Linked DNA regions of Ovis aries: region 1 is linked to region 2. Evidence: chromatin contacts called from public Hi-C data. All regions are on one chromosome and are shown on one strand. Each heading gives the region's core, a stretch centred on a gene start, on an enhancer-like site or on the middle of the called end of the contact. The rest is flanking DNA. Distances are from core to core; before and after follow the strand shown. Region 1 has its middle 50 kb from the start of INCENP. Region 2 overlaps LOC114110147 (a long non-coding RNA gene).

Region 1 (5,288 bases), core at 1,194-3,693, 61 kb before region 2:
TGACACTGTTTCCCCATCTATTTCCCATGAAGTGATGGGACTGGATGCCATGATCTTCGTTTTCTGAATGTTGAGATTTAAGCCAACTTTTTCACTCTCCACTTTCACTTTCATCAAGAGGCTCTTTAGTTCCTCTTCACTTTCTGCCATAAGGGTGGTGTCATCTGCATATCTGAGGTGATTGATATTTCTCCTGGCAATCTTGATTCCAGCTTGTGCTTCTTCCAGTCCAGCATTTCTCATGATGTACTCTGCATAGAAGTTAAATAAGCAGGGTGACAATATACAGCCTTGACATTCTCCTTTTCCTATTTGGAACCAGTCTGTTGTTCCATGTCCAGTTCTAACTGTTGCTTCCTGGCCTACATACAGATTTCTCAAGAGGGAGGTCAGGTGGTCTGGTATTCCCATCTCTTTCAGAATTTTCCACAGTTCATTGTGATCCACACAGTCAAAGGCTGTGGCATAGTCAATAAAGCAGAAATAGATGTTTTTCTGGAACTCTCTTGCTTTTTCCATGATCCAGTGGATGTTGGCAATTTGATCTCTGGTTCCTCTGCCTTTTGTAAAACCAGCTTGAACATCAGGGAGTTCATGGTTCATGTATTGCTGAAGCCTGGCTTGGAGAATTTTGAGCATTACTTTACTAGCATGTGAGATGAGTGCAATTGTGTGGTAGTTTGAGCATTCTTTGGTATTGCCTAAAAGCAGGAGCTAAAACCCCCAGATGGAAGATGCCTTCCCTATACTGGGAGAAAAGTAATATTGTTTTTATCAAGGCCAGGGAGTTGAACCCAGAATTCTATACAAACAGAACTTGCTGAAATAATTCTCATCTTCCGTTAGCCTCCTTTATGTTTTTCTTTCTTTTCTACAATTGCCTCTCTTTGTTCAAACTACTATAAAAACCATTGAGGGTTTATCACTTTCTTTGAGTCTGCATTTTCTTACGAGGGCTCTTGTGTCATATAAGACTTGTTGTAAATAAAGGTGTGTGCTTTTCTCCTGTTAATCTGTTTTATGTCAATTTAATCCTCAGGCCCAGCCAAAAACCCTAAAAGGGCAGAGGTAAAAATTGCCTCCCTTACACTAAGGATATGATATTTTGAAAATAAATCCAGAAAACACAAGTCCTGTTTTGATTATTAGACTCAACGGTCAGAAAATTACTCTTGGAAATTGCTATAAAACTTGCTTAACAATTTCTCTTGCCTTCTGTACTTATTACTTCTTGGACCAGCCGCACAGTTCATGGATGAGCCCCTGCCTCTGTAACACTGTGTATAGTCCTGGTCTAACTCACCTTGAAAGAGTTTGCTGTGTTTTAATAAAACACATTCTTTACTATTGTGTGTGTGCTAATTGCTTAGTAGTGTCTGACTGCAACCCCATGGACTGTAGCCCGCGAGGTTCCTCTGTGCATGGAATTCTCCAGGCAAGAATACTGGAGTGGGTTGCCATTCCCTGCTTTAGGCTTCACCACTTTAAGTGTTAATAATATCCCAATTTGTTGTTGTGTAGTTGCTAAGTTGTATCTGATTCTTTTGTAACCCCATGGACAAGAGTACTGGAGTGGGTTGCTGTTTCCTTCTCCAAGGGATCTTCCTCACCTAGTAATCAAACTGCTTCTCCTGCATTGCCCTTAGGATTCTGTCACGCGAGTGTATGTCCCTCGATTCTTTGTCTCATCACAACAAAGATTTGGAGTGACGGACATTAAAGCCCCCTCAGCAAGTCACAGCTCTCAGGTCTTGGATAGACTGTGTTATAGCTCTCAGGTCTCAGATGGACCATGTTATAGCTCTTAGACAAATCAGTGTTACAGCTCTATTTTATTTAGAAGATAACAGGAAAATCCATCTTTGAAGCGTAAGGGCACGTCGATCTAAAGACACGAGAAGAAGAGCGCCTCAGCGCGTGGGAGAGAGAGAGACAGAGAGAGAGAGAGCTGGCCCTGGCTCCTCTGTTTATATGTTTGTCTCTCTCTGGGCCTGTCGATGTAAATTGGGCCTGCCAGGAGTGTTGTTTGTTTAACCTGAGGTCCTCACTCCGGTCCTCGGCCCTTGGACCTTCTTTTGTTCCATTTTCGCGGGCTTTTCCCTTCCTCGTCTGTAGCCACCGCCATTTCGGACTCCTTTTCCTGTTCTACCTACCTAACAATTCTTTACCACCGAGCCACCAGAGAAGCCCAATATCCTGATTCGTTTACCAAAAAAAATAAAAAATAGAAGCCAGGTATTTATTCTTTCCCCATTTTCTCACCCTCTCCCCGGCAGGCCAGCTCCCCTTCCTACTTCCTTTTCTCCTCCCTCTACATTTCCTTTTCTCAGTCCCAGCAGCCAACTAATTGGATGATTTGACCTTTTGTTGTGAGTTCATTTCTCTCTGTGGTTGACAACTTCTCTGGTGGATCGGGCAGGAATGGAGTCAAGAACTCACACTGAATACAAGCAGTGCCTTGGGTCATGTCCGTGGGCAGAGGCGCTGTATCAACCACTGACGCTGTAGGTGAGATAAAAGGAACTAACCAGTTGGTTGCTCCAGGATTCCATCTGAGGGAGGTTCTGGCTCTGGGCACCTCCACCTTTGCTCCTTCTGGCACAGTGAGGTTCCAGAAGACACTTTCTTAGTATTTCAAGGAGCCCACATCCCTGTGGGCTCCAGGTCTGGCTTGGCCACTTTACCAAGCTGTCTTTCTCCTGGTGACCCAGCCTGTGGGCTCATCCTTGGGGTCCTTGATCTCCTGATCACCCCAGTCAGGATCACAGCTGCTGTGGGTGCCAGACAATGGATTCAGCTCCACACTCTTGTTTCAGTGTGTTCTCTCTGGCCATGGGCAGAATGACAAAAAGATTTGAATGTAAGAGTCCTCTGAAGTTCAGTGAGCAAACAGACTTAGGGTTTCATATTTATCACACAGGGTTATCACATTTATCATTACATCAGATGAAGTGGAGCCAGATGCTTTGCGGGGCAGGGAGCAGCCAGGGAAGATTTGTAGTGGGAACTGTGTTCCCTGGGTTAGAGGATTGCAGAAATGGAGTATGGGACCTCCCTGGCGGTCCAGTGGTTAATAACCTGATCCCTGGTTGGGGAACTAAGATCCCACGGGTCAAAGGGCAACTGTTGTGTTTGAGCATGGAAAAAATTCCATGTACTGCAACTAAGACCCAACATGACCAAAAAGAAATACTTTTTTTTAGAAAAATGTAATGGGGTACGGGATGTGCAAGGGGATAAGAGTAGGGTGGCTGGAGCTGTGGGTGTGAAGTGTGGGTGTGTGGGCGTGAAGGAGGCGCATCCATGGGGCCCCCAACTGCCCCCTCAATTCTCACAAGACTCCTGCAGTCAGGTCGCTACCTTCTGGTCTCCCTTCCTCCTCTCTTGTCCCCTAAAAATCCACTCTCTGCAGCCAAAGTGATTCTTTTATTTTTTTAATTTTTTTTCAAAGTGATTCTTTTAAAATGTAGTTCCAACTTGTCACAGCCCTGCTCCACTCTGTCCACTGGTTTTCAAATAAAATCCAAACTCACCACCTAGCCTCAATGCCTGGTGTGAGACTCTGTCTAGCACCACCCTCCCTGGAGCCCTCTGACAGGTACCAGCCTAACAGTGGCACATTGAGCCTCACCTGGACAGGGAGAGGAGACCTGGAGTGGCAGAGCCCTCCAGCCCCAGAGGACCACAGGAATGTCCTTTTCTTGGTGCAGCAGGCTCTCATGGGCTCATTTGCTTGAGGAGATGGGATTTCCATTTTCCACAAGTGGAATATAAAACTAAGCAGTACTGGGGCTCCCCTGATGGCTCCATGGCAAAGAATCTGCCTGCCAGTGCAAGAGACACGAGTTCGATCCCTGATCCAGGAAGATCCCACGTGCTGTGGGACGGCTAAGCCCATGCGCCACAACCATTGAACCTGTGCTCTAGAGCCCAGGAGCTGCAACTACTGCGCCCACGTGCCCCAGAGCCTGTCCTGCAACAAGAGAAGTAACTTCAGTGAGAAACCCAAGCACTGCAACTGGAGAAAACACCTGGGCAGCAACGAAGACCGAGCACAGTCAAAAATAAAGAAATGAAATCACACACGCACACACAAGACTGGCATTTTCCAGTGAGGGTAAAGATGTGTGAACCCTACAACCAGCCATTGCATTCCTGCAGAAATATTTATGTACATGTATGCGGATCTCGGAGGGCAGAGGGCCAAGAAGCTACAGCCCACTGACCAATCCTGCCCCCAGTCTGATTTTGTGCAGCTCATGAGCTAAGAACTATTTTACAGTTTTTAGAATGACTTTTCCCTTTTTTCATATTTTAAATTTTATTTCAAAATAAAGACGAATGTTTGACAAAGACCATTGTTGTTTAATCGCTAAGTCCTGTCTGACTCTGGGACACCGTGGACTATATAGCCTGCCAGGCTCCTCTGTCTATGGGATTCTCCAGGCAAGAATATTGGAGTGGGTTGCCATTTCTTTCTCCAAACAGAGACCATATTTGGCCACAAAATGTAAAATATTCCTTTACAGAAAAAATGTGCCAACCTCTGATTATAGGAATGCTCACACAGGATTGTTTCTAATAGCAGAAAACCAGAAACATCTGAAATAGCCGTTATTTGTAGAATAGTATTCTGAGGTCCCCAACATTTTTTGGCACCAAAGACCAGTTTTGTGGAAGACAATTTTTCCACAGACGAGATGGGGGATGGTTTCAGGATGATTCAAGAGCAATATATTTATTGTGAGCTTTATTTCTATTATTATTACATCAGCTCCACATCAGATCATCAGGCATTAGATCCTGGAGGTTGGGGACACGCCCCCTGCACCCCTCCCGCCCCGCAATAGGTCGTTACATTTTAATTTGTTCACTTAAGGAATATCACTCAGCAGTGGAAATGGTCACACGTATAACAATCTGGATAATTCTCACAAACCTCCGTTCAGTTCAGTTGCTCAGTCCTGTCCAAGTATTTTTGACCCCGTGAATCGCAGCACGCCAGGCCTCCCTGTCCATCATCAACTCCCGGAGTTCACTCAAACTCATGTCCATTGAGTCGGTGATGCCATCCAGCCATCTCATCCTCTGTCGTCCTCTTCTCCTCCTGCCCCCAATCCCTCCCAGCATCACAAACCTTTAGTTCAGTTCAGTTCAGTTTATTCGCTCAGTTGTGTCCGACTCTTTGCGACCCCATGAATCGCAGCACGCCAGGCCTCCCTGTCCATCACCAACTCCCGGAGTTCACACAGACTCACGTTCATTGAGTCCATGATGCCATCCAGTCA
Region 2 (4,852 bases), core at 1,402-3,901:
TAGGGCCTTCTCCATCATAACGATGAGGTATTCTGGGTCCTGCCCCTCTTCCTGGGACATGTAGGACTCCCCTCTGCTGATCACTGAGGCCCCATCCGCTGGCTCAGCCAGAAAAACCAGCTTGCCTGGACTGCCCCTACTGCCCTTCCCAGAAAGTCAATGAATCATCCTTCCACCTTCTACTGACTCCCAGCCTGGTTAGCCCTGCGCTGTTCTTTATACTTCAGCCTCCCCTCTGCCCCAGGCTACAGGATTCCTAACAAGCTTCGGTGTCCTGTCCCCGCCCCTCCCACCCACTACTCAGTGCAGCCTGAAACTCAAGCTTCTGCCTCAACCTCCCCCAGCAGACAGAGCAGTGTGCTTGTGCAGCCTCGCTGGGTGTGGGTGAAGCGAGTGTCCACGGCACAAGAGGCAAAGCAGACACCAGTCTCCACTTCCACAAGGAGGCAATCCCAGCCTCTGCCTGCCCAGCCTTGCCAAGACAAGCACACCACACTACTCTTGCCCCCTGTCCAAGGCTGCCTTTTGTGGAACCAGGCCTCTGCTGATTTGGCCAAGGTGGGCCTGACTGAGCCTGGACTGGGTGACATGGGTATGCCGTGTGGCTGGATATAAGCTCATGGGGTGCAACATGAATCATGGTGACAAGAGCACCCAAAGTGTGTGTGTGGAGGGGTGGGCACCCAGGGTAGCATGGGGTAGGGTTGACTCCAGAGACTGTAAATAGATACAAGCATCAAAGTTGAGAAAGGGAGACTTCCCTGGTGGTTCAATTGTTAAGACTCCCAGCTTTCACTGGAGGGTTCGATCCCTGGTCTGGGAACCAAGATCCCACATGCCATGTGGTGTGGCCAAACAAAAAAAAGTTCAGAAAGGCCAGGTGACTTCACTGACGCTTTCAGAATGTGGGCACATACCCAGCAGGTCCTTTGGAAGGATATAGGAAGAGACTAGTCAGAGACAGGGTATTCCACTGGGCCTGATCTCAGAGAAGGGCCCTAGGGCTGAAATCTATCAGAACTGGAAGGGCCCCTGGACTGCGCTAGGGTCTGGGATACCCGTTAGGATGGAGCCCAAAGTCCAGTGGGAAGTCAGACAAGTAAATGACAGCCAGGGCCCGTGGGACAAGGTCTCTGCCACAAGTGCGGTTGTGGACTCTTCCAGAGGGAGCTCCCATAGATGCCATAAGGCCTGAGTTGCCTTAAAAAGTGAGCCTTCTAGGACTTCCTTGGCAGTCCAGTGGTTAAGACTTCGCCTTCCAGTGCACGGGGGTGAGGGTTCGGTCCCCCACTGGGGAGCTAGGATCCCACACACCCCAAAACTCCAAAACATAGAAGCAATGCTGTAACAAATTCAGTAAAGACTTAAAAAAAAAAAAAAAAGAGTCTTCCATTTTCAAGTTATCCTCTAACATCCCAGGTCTTGACCTTAATCTCCTGAGAAAGGGGGAACCTGAGTGCCTAGACTAAGTCTACATTGCCGGATGGATTTTCAAGAAACAGTTTAAGGACAAACTCTCTGAATCATGGTTGCAACATCCAGAAATGTACCAGAATCTGATTCAGTATCATGGTTTCCAATTTCTGAACTCTGATTTCCTCACACTTCACTTTACTAACTCCAGGGAAAATCCTAGATATTTAAAAACACCGGCTGGTCAGTGAAAACATCGTTTAACCCATTCTTGCCCAATCCTCAGCCATGCTTCAGGTCCGGGTGATCCTCTTCATGGTCCTCAGCTTTGCACAAACTATGTTGGGCTCTGCTTTTTCACATAACATTGTTTCATATACTTTCCAGCAACACATTTATCCATTTTAATGACCACACCCTCAAGTGTCTTGTCCTTCATTTTCAGATTGTGTTTCTGCCAGTGATAATGGCTTTAGGCAAGCCCCAGCGTTTTATGGGCCTCTCACTTCTTTTTCTGTAAAATAGGCTGATCTGGAAACTCTAAGGTCCTTTCTAAGCCTTAATATTCTGAGGTCTATGATTTCCCCGCTGTGGAATCATAGCCTCATAGCAACAATCCCTAGAAAGGAGAGAGCTCCAATATCTGTTGAGAACTCAGTGTGAGGCAGAAAAGCAATAAGAAAGAAAATGGGTCCATAAAAAAAAGAAAAGAGAATTCCCTGGTGGTCGGTGGTTAGGATTCTGTGTTTTCACTATGGAGGTTCTGGATTCAATAAGATCCTGCAAGCCACGCAGTGAGGCCAAAAAAAAAAAGGGAAAAAATTCTTTAAAAAAGAAGAAAAACAAACAAAAAGTGACACCTCCTCTTTCCTGCAGAAACACCATCTGAGGCCTGGCTGGGTGAACTAGACCCCTTTGTTCCTTCCAGCCTGGACACCTAATCACACTAGGGAATGTGGCTCACCCTACAATAAAATCTTCCAGCGGGCTCCTTCCCTCCATGACAAAGCACTTTTGGAGCCCAAGCCCAACCCCTCCAGCCCAGCAGAGTGCTGAGTCATGGCGGGACAGCAGCTCTCTACCCCACCCACCCCCACAACCCCCGCTCCCTCCCTCACTCCTCTCCAGTTCCCGGATTAGCAGATTAGCGGTTGTTCTCCAGAAACTACAGGCCTGGCTCTTCCCTCCTCTGAGCCTCCTCCTGCCTAGGCGGCTGTCCCGGGAGGCCTGCCAAACTCCCCTCCTCCACAGAGTCACGAGGAACTGGAGGAGAGGGAGTGGGGGAAACCTGGTCAACAAAGGTCCAAAGATCAGGCCAGGGCTTCAGAAGACTCTAGAAGCTTGGAGATGGCAGTTCTGACACCCCAGGGCTCCCAGAAAGTGTGGAACAGGCCCAAGCAAACACACACACACACACACACACACACACACACACACACACACCCCTACCTGCACCACCCGCAGACACACACACACACCAGCACAAGAGTCCCCTTTCATTTTTCCCAGCCAGCCTCCCCCAGCGGGACCTTCTACATATTCCAAGCTGATTCTGTTTTGCCATGATGGTGACTGTAGCTGCATGTGTTGAAGCAAGCACAGAGCCAAGAAACCTCTGTTTTGCACTGGAACAACTTCTGGTAGGTCCAACTTAACGTTGGCTGTGTCCACCTGGATGTCCCAGAGGCCCTGAAACTTGGCACAGCTAATACAAAACCACACTGGCCTTCTTCAACAGTCTTCCCCCAAAACTGCATTTCCTTCTGTGCTCCCATCCTCAGTAAATGGCAGCAGTAACCCAGCTCCCCAGGCCAGAAAGCTGGGGGCTCTCGTGCCCACTCCCACCCCTTACCACCCCGGAGACACTATCAAATCAGCCACCTCATCCTGTCTGTTCTATCTGCTCCATATCTCTCAACTCTGCTTTCTCTCTCCTCTGCTCACTGAGAGCTAGGGCTATTACCTCCAAATAGGTACTCAGACCTCTTGTCTGACTTTAATCCATCCTCCACCTTCAATCGTGCATGTATCCATCCATTCAGTGCATACTGAGGACCAAGTTCCAAGCATCTTGCAAAATGCCTGAAGTGTAGGATGGAGAAGACAGGACCAATGCCTGCCTTCCAGGAGCTTACAGTATATAGTTAACAGGGAAGACGATCCAAAAATGATTTACGTGTCTGCAATATACAGTTAAACATACGAATATCTCTTTCATAGTATGGTTAATCTTCACTATTTAACAAGCTACAAGTATCAACTTAATTTATATTTGCATTTTGTTTATGGCATCTTTGGGCTTTCCTGGTGGCTCAGTGATAAAGAATCTGCCTGCCGGTGGAGGAGACATGGGTTCAATCCCTGGGTCTGGAAGATCTCCTGGAGAAGGAAATGGCAACCCACTCCAATATTCTTGCCTAGGAAATCCTATGGACAGAGGAGCCAGGTGAGCTGCAGGCCCCTGAGTCTGACATGACTTAGTGACTATACAACAACAACATGGCATCTTTTGTCTTAATAGCTTTTCATTTTTATAATTGTATGATTTCATTTAAGTGAAATTCTAGAACATGCAAAGTTAATTATTGGAAAATTTCAGAAGAGTGGTGGTTTTGAGGGAAGTGGAGGAAATCTACCAGATAGGGGTTCAAAGGGAATTTCTGGGATAATGAAAATGTTCTGCATCTTGTTTCAGCTGTATTCAAATGTCAAAACACATTTAATGAAACACCTAAGATTCTACATTTTATTTATGTTAATTATACCTTAATTTTTTAAAAATGAAAAATCACTCATTTTTGCAAAGAAAAGAATTTTGTTGACTACCTGCTTGGTACCAGTCAGCTTCATATTCCTAGATTCAGAATATTTTTCTAGGTATGCCTCCTCAAAGATATAACTCCACATATTTTGAATTCATCAAGCTTTGGTGGGATCACACCCTTTGTTCTCTTTCCCTGGGCACTTGGTCCTACTGAAAGAACTTCCCTGCAGCTTGCTTGCTTGCTAAGTCAATTCAGTTGTGTCCGACTCTGTGCAACCCCATAGACGGCAGCCTACCAGGCTCCGCCATCCCTGGGATTCTCCAGGCAAGAACACTGGAGTGGGTTGCCATTTCCTTCTCCAATGCGTGAAAATAAAAAGTGAAAATGAAGTCACTCAGTCGTGTCCGACTCTTAGTGACACCATGGACTGCAGCCTACCAGGCTGCTCTATCCATGGGATTTTCCAGGCAAGAGTACTGGAGTGGGGTGCCATTGCCTTCTCCTCCCTGCAGCTACCTTAATCCAGTCAAGACATTTGACCTTGATTTGGTCACTGCCAGGAGGATTCATCTTAATCAGCCTTTGTTACTCAAAGTATTTCTTGATTTTGTTTTTTGCTAATTGAAAAACAGAGATCTATCTTAAATACTACAAGTCCCAGAAATTTTGGAATT

Evidence for each region. A called contact is a pair of places that touch in the nucleus more often than the background predicts.
Region 1: a Hi-C map of liver shows a contact between it and region 2, with 3 times the contacts expected there. The contact joins two enhancer-like sites. A contact is called at or near these places in 4 of 16 Hi-C or Micro-C datasets (blood, liver and mixed tissues).

What each region holds. Positions count from the first base shown.
Region 1 is chr21:37,105,911-37,111,198 of ARS-UI_Ramb_v3.0, reverse strand. No RefSeq gene overlaps it. Among named protein-coding and RNA genes, the nearest start is that of INCENP, 50 kb to the left of the region's middle. Within about 2 kb of position 2,443, at least 3 of the 54 cell types and tissues checked have an H3K27ac peak or open chromatin away from gene starts, as enhancers often do. A contact at or near this core is called in liver, where this site is marked.
Region 2 is chr21:37,045,535-37,050,386 of ARS-UI_Ramb_v3.0, reverse strand. The region is part of intron 1 of LOC114110147 (a long non-coding RNA gene); the gene reads right to left. Among named protein-coding and RNA genes, the nearest start is that of FTH1, 6.5 kb to the right of the region's middle. Within about 2 kb of position 2,651, at least 47 of the 54 cell types and tissues checked have an H3K27ac peak or open chromatin away from gene starts, as enhancers often do. A contact at or near this core is called in liver, where this site is marked.